Linked DNA regions of Mus musculus: region 1 is linked to region 2. Evidence: chromatin contacts called from public Hi-C data. All regions are on one chromosome and are shown on one strand. Each heading gives the region's core, a stretch centred on a gene start, on an enhancer-like site or on the middle of the called end of the contact. The rest is flanking DNA. Distances are from core to core; before and after follow the strand shown.

What was found. Hi-C and Micro-C count contacts between places; a contact is called where the count stands out from the background.
Region 1: a Hi-C map of liver shows a contact between it and region 2, with 2.9 times the contacts expected there. The contact joins two enhancer-like sites. A contact is called at or near these places in 1 of 484 Hi-C or Micro-C datasets (liver), 2 of 115 datasets of contacts at active chromatin or transcription factors (both in embryonic stem cells) and 1 of 9 other capture datasets (adipose tissue).

What each region holds. Positions count from the first base shown.
Region 1 is chr4:53,592,350-53,597,718 of GRCm38.p6, forward strand. It overlaps a transcript of Slc44a1 not described here. Among named protein-coding and RNA genes, the nearest start is that of Fsd1l, 36 kb to the right of the region's middle. Within about 2 kb of position 3,327, at least 36 of the 459 cell types and tissues checked have an H3K27ac peak or open chromatin away from gene starts, as enhancers often do. A contact at or near this core is called in liver, where this site is marked.
Region 2 is chr4:53,336,638-53,342,743 of GRCm38.p6, forward strand. No RefSeq gene overlaps it. Among named protein-coding and RNA genes, the nearest start is that of Gm52737, 12 kb to the left of the region's middle. Within about 2 kb of position 2,849, at least 34 of the 459 cell types and tissues checked have an H3K27ac peak or open chromatin away from gene starts, as enhancers often do. A contact at or near this core is called in liver, where this site is marked.

The DNA of each region.
Region 1 (5,369 bases), core at 2,077-4,576, 260 kb after region 2:
TGGCTGTAATCTCCCAAGCCTACGTGACACCCAGACACTGACAACGACAGTACTGGAAGATGGAGCATCTTCGAAGAGTTCCCCAGATCTGGCCTTGCTGACTTTGGGCTGGCTCCAGGAGAACTGATCCCTTTTCTCTTTTGTTTTGTTTTGCACAGTTGACACCATGTCCTAACTTAGGCGCTGTGCTCGGTCTCGAGGGGCAGAAGGCTTTCCTGTCGGATACTCAGGCATTTCCCATTTATCAAACAGGATGTGAGGAAAACTCAGAACTGAAGCAGGCCCGAGACTGACTTAATTCTGGGGAGGAAGTGAAGGCCCAGGCTCTGGAGAGAGCTGCAGAAGCTGGTGACACTGGCTGCAGCTGGGACATTACAGTATTGAACGCATAGTGTAAGGTCGCTTCAGGGACCACAAACTCCATTCTAGTGTAAGACATTTTCTAATGGTCAGGAAAATGTTAAAATGTAGAGAGCACCTTCTTGGAGACAGGGGGTAGGAAGAATAGGAAGAGGAACTGTGGGAGGGGAGACCAGAAGGGGACAATGGCTGGATTATAAAGAAATAAAATAATAAGAAGAAGAAAAAAATGAAGGTGGACTCAGGGCATGCTGAGTTCGTTCACTGAGCAGTGGTTTCTGCCCATGGGTGGCATTCAGATGCATGCCTTTCATTAAAGTCTCTTACTCTGTGCTCTCTGTCATCCTCCCTGGATAGCCACAGAATGGAAACTTTAAATTTCCCATGGAATTTTTGTTTGTATTTCATTTGTAGCAATGTAACTTACCTCCCTCTCCCTCTCCCTCTCCCTCTCCCTTCCCCTCTCCCTCCCCCCTCCCCCCAGTCTGTGGATGTGGATGTGCCAGAAGTCAACTTCAGATGTGATACCTCAGAATGCTTTCCATCTGTGTTTTGAGACAGACTCTCACTGGCCTGGAACTGATCAACTGAACCTAGGATCAGACAGGCCAGAGATTCCTAGTGATCATAGGCAGATCTGCCTCCCAGTGCACCGACAACCACACCCTTCTCTCTGACTCGGTCTCTCCCACTTCCGGTTGTGTCTTATTTAGGTTTACCATTGCTATGATGAAACACCATGACCAAAAGCGAGTTGAGGACAAAAGGGATAATTTGGTTATGTTCCCACCTCCATAGTCTAAGCCATCGCCCCCTGTGGTTCTGGGGGTTCAACTCAGAACCCCATACTTATGCAACAAGCATCTCCCCAGCTCACCCCAGCTCATTTTAGACTATCAGAGTTGTTATTTAACTTGGATTTATCATGTTAATGTGGCAGTAAAACACAGCAACATTTTGATTTTCAGATACTAATGGGTATATTTCTTTTAATCTGTGTTTAAAGCCATAGTAATAAGATCCATTCCCAACTACACTGTTACTTTTATGTCCAGTAAACTAGCCATTAAGACCATTTTTGGCAGCAATTTCTGTAAATACATGAATATTCTTTGTGGAAAAGGGGTCTTTTTCTTTCCTTGGTGGAGACCAGGCTCTTTGATGGGTAGATTTGAGAAAAGCTGAGTCTTTATTGGATCTAATGAATGATCCCTTGATGAAGTCTAAATTCACAGGATGAGCTTCATGACTTTGTAGAAGTGCCCCATAGGAACTGGCAACTGGTAAGGGCTCAACAGATGCTTGGTGAATGGATAAAAGAACAAACAAGTCCCCTGGTAGCCCAACTGACTCATGAGTTGAGACTACAAGACAACAATGTTCAGTATATACAAGGAGCAAATCAGTACTTATAAGCCCACACCATAACAGGGAATGCAGGGAGCATAAAGGTGATGCATATAATGGAAATTGCTGAGGCCCCCTCTAGACCTGCTGAGTCAGAACCTCTGCAACTAGAGGCACAAGAATCTACATTTTAACGGCCTCTGCTGCAGGCACACCAGAGGTGTGCACGCACAGTAAACTTTGAGAACTCTGGGCATCCATGCTGGCTGTTCAGCTGAAGCCTCCACACTCAATGTGACCTTAGAATGAGGCTGGAATTGCAGCCAGAGCTGGGTTTTCAGGCCATCCTTTTGCAAATGTGCTTTTGTCTGGTGACACCTGCTGGTAGAGAGGGATAAATGGACAAATTCAGCCAACCAAATTGCAACTCAACTGTCCCCGTGTATCTGAGAAAGCTAGAATTCAGATCTGCTTTCACTATTTACTAGCTTGGGAATGGCCTCAATTCGTTCATACTTGGGTGGTATCCTTCTATTGCCTTAGGCTCGGCTAGTTCATTCAATTACCTTCCCTGGTTTTGTAGGGGGTGGGGGTTGTTGTTGTTTGTTTGTTTGTTGTTTTGTTTTTTACATTAGCTATTCCTATTCTTTCTGTGCTCCTTGGGAATATTACCAACCTTTGGTTTTCCACTAAAAAAAATGCACTCAACTTTTTAACCAAAGGATTCATTCCCAGACTTTGTTTTAGGGAAATATCAAGTCAATCTTTATTTCTTATTAAAGATTCCAAATGAGATAAGGAAAAACAAAAAGGAGTCCTTTGAATTTTTAGGGGTGGAAATGTGTGTGGTGGTGGCAACAGGTCATCCTTCATGACAGCAGCTGAATCCAGCTGAACTGGGTAAGATTGTATTTGATACTTGGTTGTTGAGAATTTCACATAGATTCAACATGAAAATTACCAGTCCATTTAGCAAGTCTCTTGCTTTGGGGTAATTAGATGTATTGTTTGTTGTTTGTATGTTTAAATACTAATTGGTGAGAGGCATGTTTGCACAACAGGGTGACTTGCTCCATGTATACAATCAAGACCTCCTTTCAGGAGGATGAACAAGCTGTTCCATTTTCTCTCCTCCTTCCCATCCTGCATGGTCTTCAGCAATATCTTATGTATCTTTCCCTTGTCATGGCTGGGCAGCAGCATCATAGGAATCTAACAAACTTGAACTTGGATCCGGCCAACCCTGTCACTTGGGCAAGTCACTCCCCTCTTTATCGGGCACCAGGGATCCAGTGATGCTCTGAGGATTCAGTGCGGAAGGGTGATGAAATGCCAAGTGTGAGAAGCTAGCTGAGCTTGGCTATCAGGTCTCCCTTCTTCTCCCCTCCCTTGATACAATGAGTCTTCAGAAGGCCAGTCAGCGCACACTGGGGCCTGCAACAGTGTTACTATCACATAGTTCATGCTGCTCCCCCTGCCCCCCCCCCACCGCTGTCCTGATAGGCGTACTTTTAGAACAGATGGATTAAGTAATAACGCTCCTCTAGGGCAGATGCTCTGTCCCAGTCTCTCTGTAAACGTTTGAAGGTCTTTCTGGAATGGAGTCTGACAGTCATTAACCAGCCCCACTACACACCCAAGAGGACTCCAGACTGTCAGTATTTACCCAACCTGGGCCATGGCTCTAGTGTAATTCCCCAAAGCTAGGGTTTCCTGCCCTATGGGCCAGGCTGTTCCGTCTACACAGATAAGCAGCTTATGTCTGACTGGCCCAGCCCCAAATCGGGAGAGGGTCTCTCTGCTTCTCCTTCCCAAGCGTGACCTTTTTATTGGCAGATATTGCCTAACAGGGTGGCTTCCTGCTCATTAGCTAAGCCTACATGAGCTAATGTACAGACTACACTACATTAGTGACAGAGCTAGTTCAAAGTTAATCTTTGACTTAAAGAGATCACATTTTGAGTAACACCCCATCATAGCACCTCTTCTGTTCAAGTTATCGACCCCCAAATTTCTTGCAAATGCCAACATATTGGCAGAGTGTGACTGAACGCATTTTGGCAGTGAACCTGGCGATGAAAATAGAGCCAGGAAACAAAAGACTACAAGACACAAAAGAAAAGGCAGGCACGGAACTCCAGTGTTAGTATAAAGGCGCGAGGCGGGAAGCATGCCGGCCTGGAGAGAGTGCCGATTCTGAACAACAATAATAATAGAAACTCCTGTCCGAGGGAGCGGCTAGACAGAGAGCGGTGTGGCTAACAACAGGCCTGGAATAAAGAAAGCCCCAATTTATCTGTCCTTGAAGGATTTTAAGGTATGTTCAAAGTTTAATAAGCTTTATGGGGTCAGAAGGAGGATTATACCTTCCTCAGGAAATACAGGCATCAGGAAAGAGAGCCTTCGGATAAGTCCACTGTCCCAAGCTGCTATTTAGAACATTTGAACACCCTGTATGTTCCAGAAGGCTTCTTGTTTGCTTGGAAGTCTAAGTGTACTACACGCAGAGATGAGTTAATTATTAATAACAATTAGTTTAGTAATTCCTGCCTTCTTGGAAGTCCTCTTGGATGGCAGTATGTTGCTGGAGACCTGGGCCCACTGCCTGGACCCTTACCCCTGTACTTATTGCTGTCCCCTAGCAGTAGCTGCCTAGGGGTCCCTCCTTCAGCCATTCAGACACTGACCGGAGGGCTCTTTTGCCTACCATCATTTAGAACAAATACATGGTCTGTAGAGCGCTCCCCATCCATAGCCCCAGAGTCAGGGTGTTCTGCAGGAAGCCAGGGTTGTGTAAGAGAGGAAAGGGATCAAATGGCCTACTTTACTTTATATTAGACTCCGGGAAGAGAAAGGAAGTTGAAACCGTTGATTGAATACAAGTCAAGAACATTCGTAACTTGTGTTATTTGCAAAAGACTGGCCTCCGACTGGGCATGAAATACAAAACCACAGCGTTTCCTTTGTCCCAGAGACATAGGGTGGCAGAGTATGAGGCAGTTAAGAAGACACACTCCTTTCACTGGGACTCCCACATCTCTTTCTTCCACATCGATTTCTCTTATTTCCAAGAAGGATGTCTGCAAAGTGCCAGGGGGCTGGGTGTCTTGAGTCGGCGGGTGCTTATCACTAGGGTAGTCTAGACAACGGCATGGATTTGTTTCTGAGCAAAGTATGGCCAGCATCTGTTTGGAATGACATAGGCATGTAGGAGAAAGCACAGTTCTGTGAATAAGCAAGCAGATGCCTGCAGTTCCTAAGGTTTAGCCACATCCTCTCTGGGTTGAATATCCCTTGTCTGGAATCCTTGGGACCATGAGTTTTGGCAGTTGTGAGCTACTAGATACAGGTGCTGGGCATGAAACCCAGGTCCTCTGAGAAATCAATACATGCTCTTAACCACTGGACCAGCTCTCCAGCCTCTTTCTTTCTGGAATATTTACCTATACATAATGAAATATCTTGAACACAAGGCCAAAATCTCAACACAAAAGTCCTCCACAGTTCATGTACACTTTGTATATGTGCCCCCCCAACACCAATTTTTGTACAGTCTTTTTAATGTGCCCAGAGTTTAAGACCCATCACATGATGTCAAGTGAGAAATTTTCCTCTCTGTGGCATTATGTTGCTACTTCCAAAATTTCAGGTTTTAGAGCATT
Region 2 (6,106 bases), core at 1,599-4,098:
TTTATCCTGTAGCTCAAATAAGCATCTTTCTACCCCTGTCCTTTGGATCAGATATTTAGTTCTAAATAGTTATATTTGGGAAAAATCACATTCTCTATAGAAATTAAAATTTTCTAGGTGTTTTGCAACAAATAAATCAAAGCTAAAAGAACTTTACTCCAAAAGAAATACCTTTTTAATGAAAATTTATTAGCTCTGTATAGTTGTAATTGAAACCTGTATTTCCAGAGCTAGAAAACCAGCTTTGTTGGCAAAGCACTTGTCCTTCAAGCATGAGGGTCTCAGTTCAATTCCCAGAATCCACACTTAAAAATTGGGTCTCATGGCAGCTGCTTGGCACCCCTTGGTTAGGGAGGCGGAGGAAGGCAGATCCCTGAGCTAACCTGTGCCCATGAAAGTCCCAGTCTAAAACTAAAGGTGGTGAACTCCTGAAAAACAGCGCTAGAGGCTGACCTCGGCATTTATATGCACGTGCACTCACACACACGCATGTACACACACACAGACACATACATATGCATACAGGCACATCAGCACAAACACATAGGCACACAGGCACATCAGCACACACAGGTGCGTACAACACACAATGGATACATTCAGAAGAACGGTGTTCAAAGTTTTGTGCTACTTTAATATCCTACACCCAAAGAAAACATCAAAGGAACCCCACTTGTTAGGGCAGAAGTGATCACACAGTGTGCTATGAAGTCCGTATGGGCTGCATGGTCAGAACTAAAAATCTGATCCAAAGGACAGATGTAGAAAGATTCTTATTTGAGGATACAAGAGGCCAGAATCTATGCATTTGAGTGTGTAATTGTTACAGTGGTTTTTAGACTTAAAGCCTGGATTTTAACTGAAAGCATTGAAGACACACATGTGTGTATATGCAGGTATGTAGATATACAGATATGCAGATGTACATATCATATACATATGAATATGCACATACACTATATATATATATATATATATATATATATATATATATGTCCCCTTTATGACTTAGTCACCATTAGCTTGCCTCAAACAACCCATGTGCCCCTCTCTACTTCCCTATGTCTTCCCATAAAACAAAGGACCTTTGTGTGAGAAAAGGACCACCTGACACTAGGTCACAATCTCTGGGTCACATTAGTTTCCCTTCTTAAAGTGACATTCTCACATCCCCTGCTGTCCCCACTTCCACGGCTCACAGAGAGCCTCTATTCTTTCTTGGTGTTGAGGAAGAAATGGTGTAAGCAAACCCAGTCATCAAGAGCTGCTCACACGTGGACAGCGAGCATGCACGGAACGCCTGGAGAAGAAAGTAGGTGAAAGGGAATGTTGTCTGCTGCCCGGGTGTCAGAGGTTGGCTTACAACTCCACAGGGAAGACCAGCGCTCCACTAATGCTCATACTTGCTCTGGGAGGAGGGGGGAATCTCCTCACACAACTTAAAGCAGCTCAGGCGCCAACTCCACAGCTGGTTTCCTCTCAAGACCTAGAGGCAAAGGAAATCTGGGTTTGGGTAGCTGTGGCCATACATGCTCTCCTCAGGAAAACAAATGTGATTTAATTTCTCCCCTCTTCTCCACTCTTCCCCCTTCCCCTCTCCTCTCTCCCCCCTCCCCCCTCCCTCCTCCCCTCTCCTCCTCTCTTCTCTCCTCCCTCCTCCCTTCCCTTCCCTTCCCTTCTCTTCTCCTCCCCTCCCCTCCCTTCTCCTCCCCTCTCTTTCCCAAAATGGAAAGGGTTCAGTGAAAAGAGCCCCTTCCTACATTAAAAAAATAAAAAGAAAGAAAAGAAAAAGTCGCTTCCCATATCTCAGTGCAACTTCAGGCCTCACATACTTTGTCCTTGATCCCGGGAGGAATCTTGTTAAGTGTTCTTCAAAGTGCAAAAAGAACTAATTGCATGTCCCTCTTTCTCCCTGATCATTAAATAAAGACACTAGGAAGCCAAACACAGTTTACTTCACCTGGAATACTTCTCAACTAGGAATCGCATTCCCTTGAACTGTTGTCACTCTCTGAGGTGACCTTCTACCCATCCTCCAAGCAAACTGTCAGTGAAGGGCTGGAGAGATGACAAGGCTAACAAAGCTGAGTTTTATTCCCCAGCACCCGTGTGAATACTGGATGTGGAGATGCACCTATAAGACAAGGGCTGGGGAGACAGAGACTGAGAGAAACAGAAAACCCAAAGTGAAGAAGATTAGGAACAATGCGCAACAGCTAATTCTGCCCTCTACATGCATGTGGGCATGTGTACACGTGTACACATGCCCACACAAATTCACTCACACACGCAGACAAACATGCAGATAGCACAATGACCAACAAATCCTGAACCTAATTGGGTCTGAGGAACACACAAGACGACTCCAGCCTATACATAAATAAGGACCAAAGAGAAAAATGACACATAGAGCTCGCCTACAGGAAGTATGGGCCACACCAGTAACACCCATACCACCCAGGAGTCTACTAAAGACAGGGCATCTCAGATCTATTCAGTGAATGTTTACAGCCCTACCTGGGCTTCACTTCTTCACACAGGGACTCAGTACCTAAAATTCTAAGGATCAAGGCCAGGAGGGTAATTGATGGCCGGATCTTGAAAGCCATAGAGTCAGTGGGTGGGGAGGGGTGGGAGGAATCAGAGAGAATGCAAGACACAAAGACTGAAGGTGTGTTAATGAATGTGAGTCACGAGCTGTTTCTGGGAAGGAGAGATGGAAAATGACCTTGGGAAGCAGGTCAGGGAAAACTGCCAGGCTTCAGCCTCAGGACGAAGGTTGCCTCTGTGTCGTCCAGCTCTCCCCATCTGCAGCCTTTGTCATCTACTCATCTGATTTGTTCTGAGAGCTGAAACCAGCCCCTTCCGCTGGCCTAGCCTGGTGGCATCGTGAACCTAAACTGCCAACAGATTAAGGGCAGCAGGCCCAGGAATACAGAGCCCTGGGGTTCATAAGAACTACCTCTGATTGGCAATGAGCAGGCATGGGAGACAGCTGGCCGTGGAATAGCTGCAGAGAGGACCCGGACTTCCAAATGAAAAGTTAATGAAGTGAAGAAGAAGAAATAAGAAGTCACCAGCAAAATCTCTTGTAAGAACAATACAGGCTATGAGATATTCAGTATTCTGACCTTCGGTTTCCTAAGTCAGAAAGGGAAGGGTCCTCGTCAACCTTACAGGATGTGGAGACTCACTGAAGTAACACAGAGCTCTAAGGACAATGCCCCACCCTCCCAGTTACTTCCCAGAATCAAACAATGGCCTGCATTATAATGCAGGAGTGGGAGCCTCAGCTGCGAGTAGCTTTCGAGAGTGGGTCTGGGGTGGGGCATCCAGCCTCCAAGCTGGCCTCTAGTCCCCCCCCCCCCCCCCCCCCCCCCCCCCCGGTGTCCTGGCTGTCACTCTTGTGGCATCCCCTCCCACTGGCTTAGCTTGGGTGCCCAACAGCTAAGGGCTTAAGGAGGTGAGAAAGCAGGTCTGAGATTAGACCCCAAGCATCTCTGAGGGAAGCCAGCTGCTGAGGCATAAACATCTCCGCCAAGTGGTTTGTACAGTGAGGACTCAAGACCGCCAGGAGCCAAGAGAGGGGCTTTAGAAATAAGCTCAACTGCCCAAGTCTAGCTCTGAAACCCCCTCAGCCCTTGCCAACAGCTTCCCGGCTGTCTCCTGAGAGTCCCAGGCCTGAGAAGTCTGGGTAAAACTTTCCCCGACTCACAGCCTGTAGCGAATGCATGAAAATAAGCTCCCGTTTTATGCACCTTACTCTGGAGGTCATTTGTTGCACAGCAATAAATATTTAAATCACCCGACTCAGTGGAATACCTGCCCCACCGTGGGGAAGAGCCCAAGGACATCTATCCAAACACGCCTGGCTTCGTTCCAGAGGTGCAACTGATAGATCCAGAGTCAGAACCGCAGCCATGAGCAGAGGTTAAGCCACAAGCGATGCTGCCTAGCAGTGGGTCTTCCCAGGGGCCGCTGAATATATGCCCTGATTTACATTAATTTATATTGTTTACAATGTTACACTGTTTTGTTTTGGTTTTTTTTTTTTCCCAGACTGTGCCTTGCCCTCAGAGACACCAATTTACAAGCATCCTTGGACTCCATTTTGAAGATAGATAATGATTGCGCTCCTAGGTAAACAAGTGACCAAGAGCACGCTAGCACAGATTGAACGATGACTTGTCCCTGGGAGTGAATTTATTGGGTGAATATTAGTATTTAAGATTGGAATAAAAGAAACCATTTGCCTCAGCCAAGATTATCGAGGTCAGCAGGGGTACCTGACAACTCACTGGTGTTGAAAACTGCAGGACTCTTTTGAACTTAGTGTCAGTCAATTAATTCTAACATTTCAGATACAATCATGTTTATGTCACCGACATAACACATTCATGAGAGTATGCCAACCTGTTATCACTCTTCTGGATCTAAGAATGTGACCACTAAAACCCCAAGAGAACTCTCTCCAGTTCTCCAGAACGGTCCCATCCCCAGGAAAAGTTATGACTCAACTGTAAAAGGTAGTAGAGTCGGGGCCTCTATACTTAACTCAAAAACTCTACCTTGAAGCCAAGGAAAATAAATCATCATTTCAGCCTCACAGCCACCTAGTGTTCCCGGCCTCTAACAGAGACTGATCTTCCCCACATACCCACTGTAATGGTTTGGATATGCGTGGCCCAGAGAGCTGCACTATTAGGAGGTGTGGTCTTGTTGGAGTAGGTGTGTCACTGTGGATGTGACCTTTAATACCCTAGTCCTAACTGCCTGGAGGGCAGTATTCTGCTAGCAGCATTCAGATGAAGACGTAGAACTCTCAACTCCTCCTGCGCCATGCCTGCCTGGACACTGCCATGTGCCCACCTTTATGATAATGGACTGAACCTCTGAACCTGTAAGCCAGCCCCAATTAATGCTGTCCTTATAAGAGTTGCTTTGGGTATGCAATGGTGTCAGCGTTTGGATGCTGATTATGGGGTGGATCCCTGGATATGGCAGTCTCTACATGGTCCATCCTTTCATCTCAGCTCCAAACTTTGTCTCTGTAACTCCTAGCAAGATTTTATCGAAAGGACCCAGATGTAGCTATCTCTTGTGAGACTATGCCGGGGCCTAGCAAACACAGAAGTGGATGCTCACAGTCAGCTAATGGATGGATCACAGGGCTCCCAATGGAGGAGCTAGAGAAAGAACCCAAGGAGCTAAAGGGATCTGCAACCCTATAGGTGGAACAATATTATGAACTAACCAGTACCCCGGAGCTCTTGACTCTAGCTGCATATGTATCAAAAGATGGCCTAGTCGGCCATCACTGGAAAGAGAGGCCCATTGGACACGCAAACTTTGTATGCCCCAGTACAGGGGAACACCAGGGCCAAAAAGGGGGAGTGGGTGGGTAGGGAAGTGGGGGTGGGCGGGTATGGGGGACTTTTGGTATAGCATTGGAAATGTAAATGAGCTAAATACCTAATAAAAAATGGAAAAAAAATTATTTTATGACATTAAAAAAAAAAAAAAAAGAGTTGCTTTGGACCAGCAGTGGTGGTGCACGCCTTTAATCCCAGCTCTTGGGAGGCAGAGGCAGGCAGATTTCTGAGTTCAAGCCCAGCCTGGTCTACAGAGTGAGTTCCAGGACAGCCAGGGCTATACAGAGAAACCCTGTCTCAAAAAACAAAAACAACAAACAAACAAACAAAAAAGAGTTGCTTTGGTCACGGTATCTGTTCACGGCAGTAAAATTCTAAGACACCCACCCATCCACTTCATGCAAAGGAAGATGTTGCCCAGAGTGGTGGTGCCCCCATAGACTCATGTGTTTGAATGTTTGGCCCATTGGGATGGTACTTTTAGAGGTGTGGCCTTGTTGTAGGAAGTGTGTCACTGTGGGGGTGGGCTTTGAGATCGCCTATGCTCAAGTTATATTCAGTGATACGGTCTTCTGTTGTCTGCAGGTCAAGATGAAGAACTCTTGGCTCCTCCAGCACTAAGTCTGCCTACACACTGCCATGTTTCCCACCATGATGGTGATGGACTAGGTCTCTGTGAGTCAACCCCAACTAAATGTCACCATGGTCATGGTGTCTCTTCATAGCAATAAAAC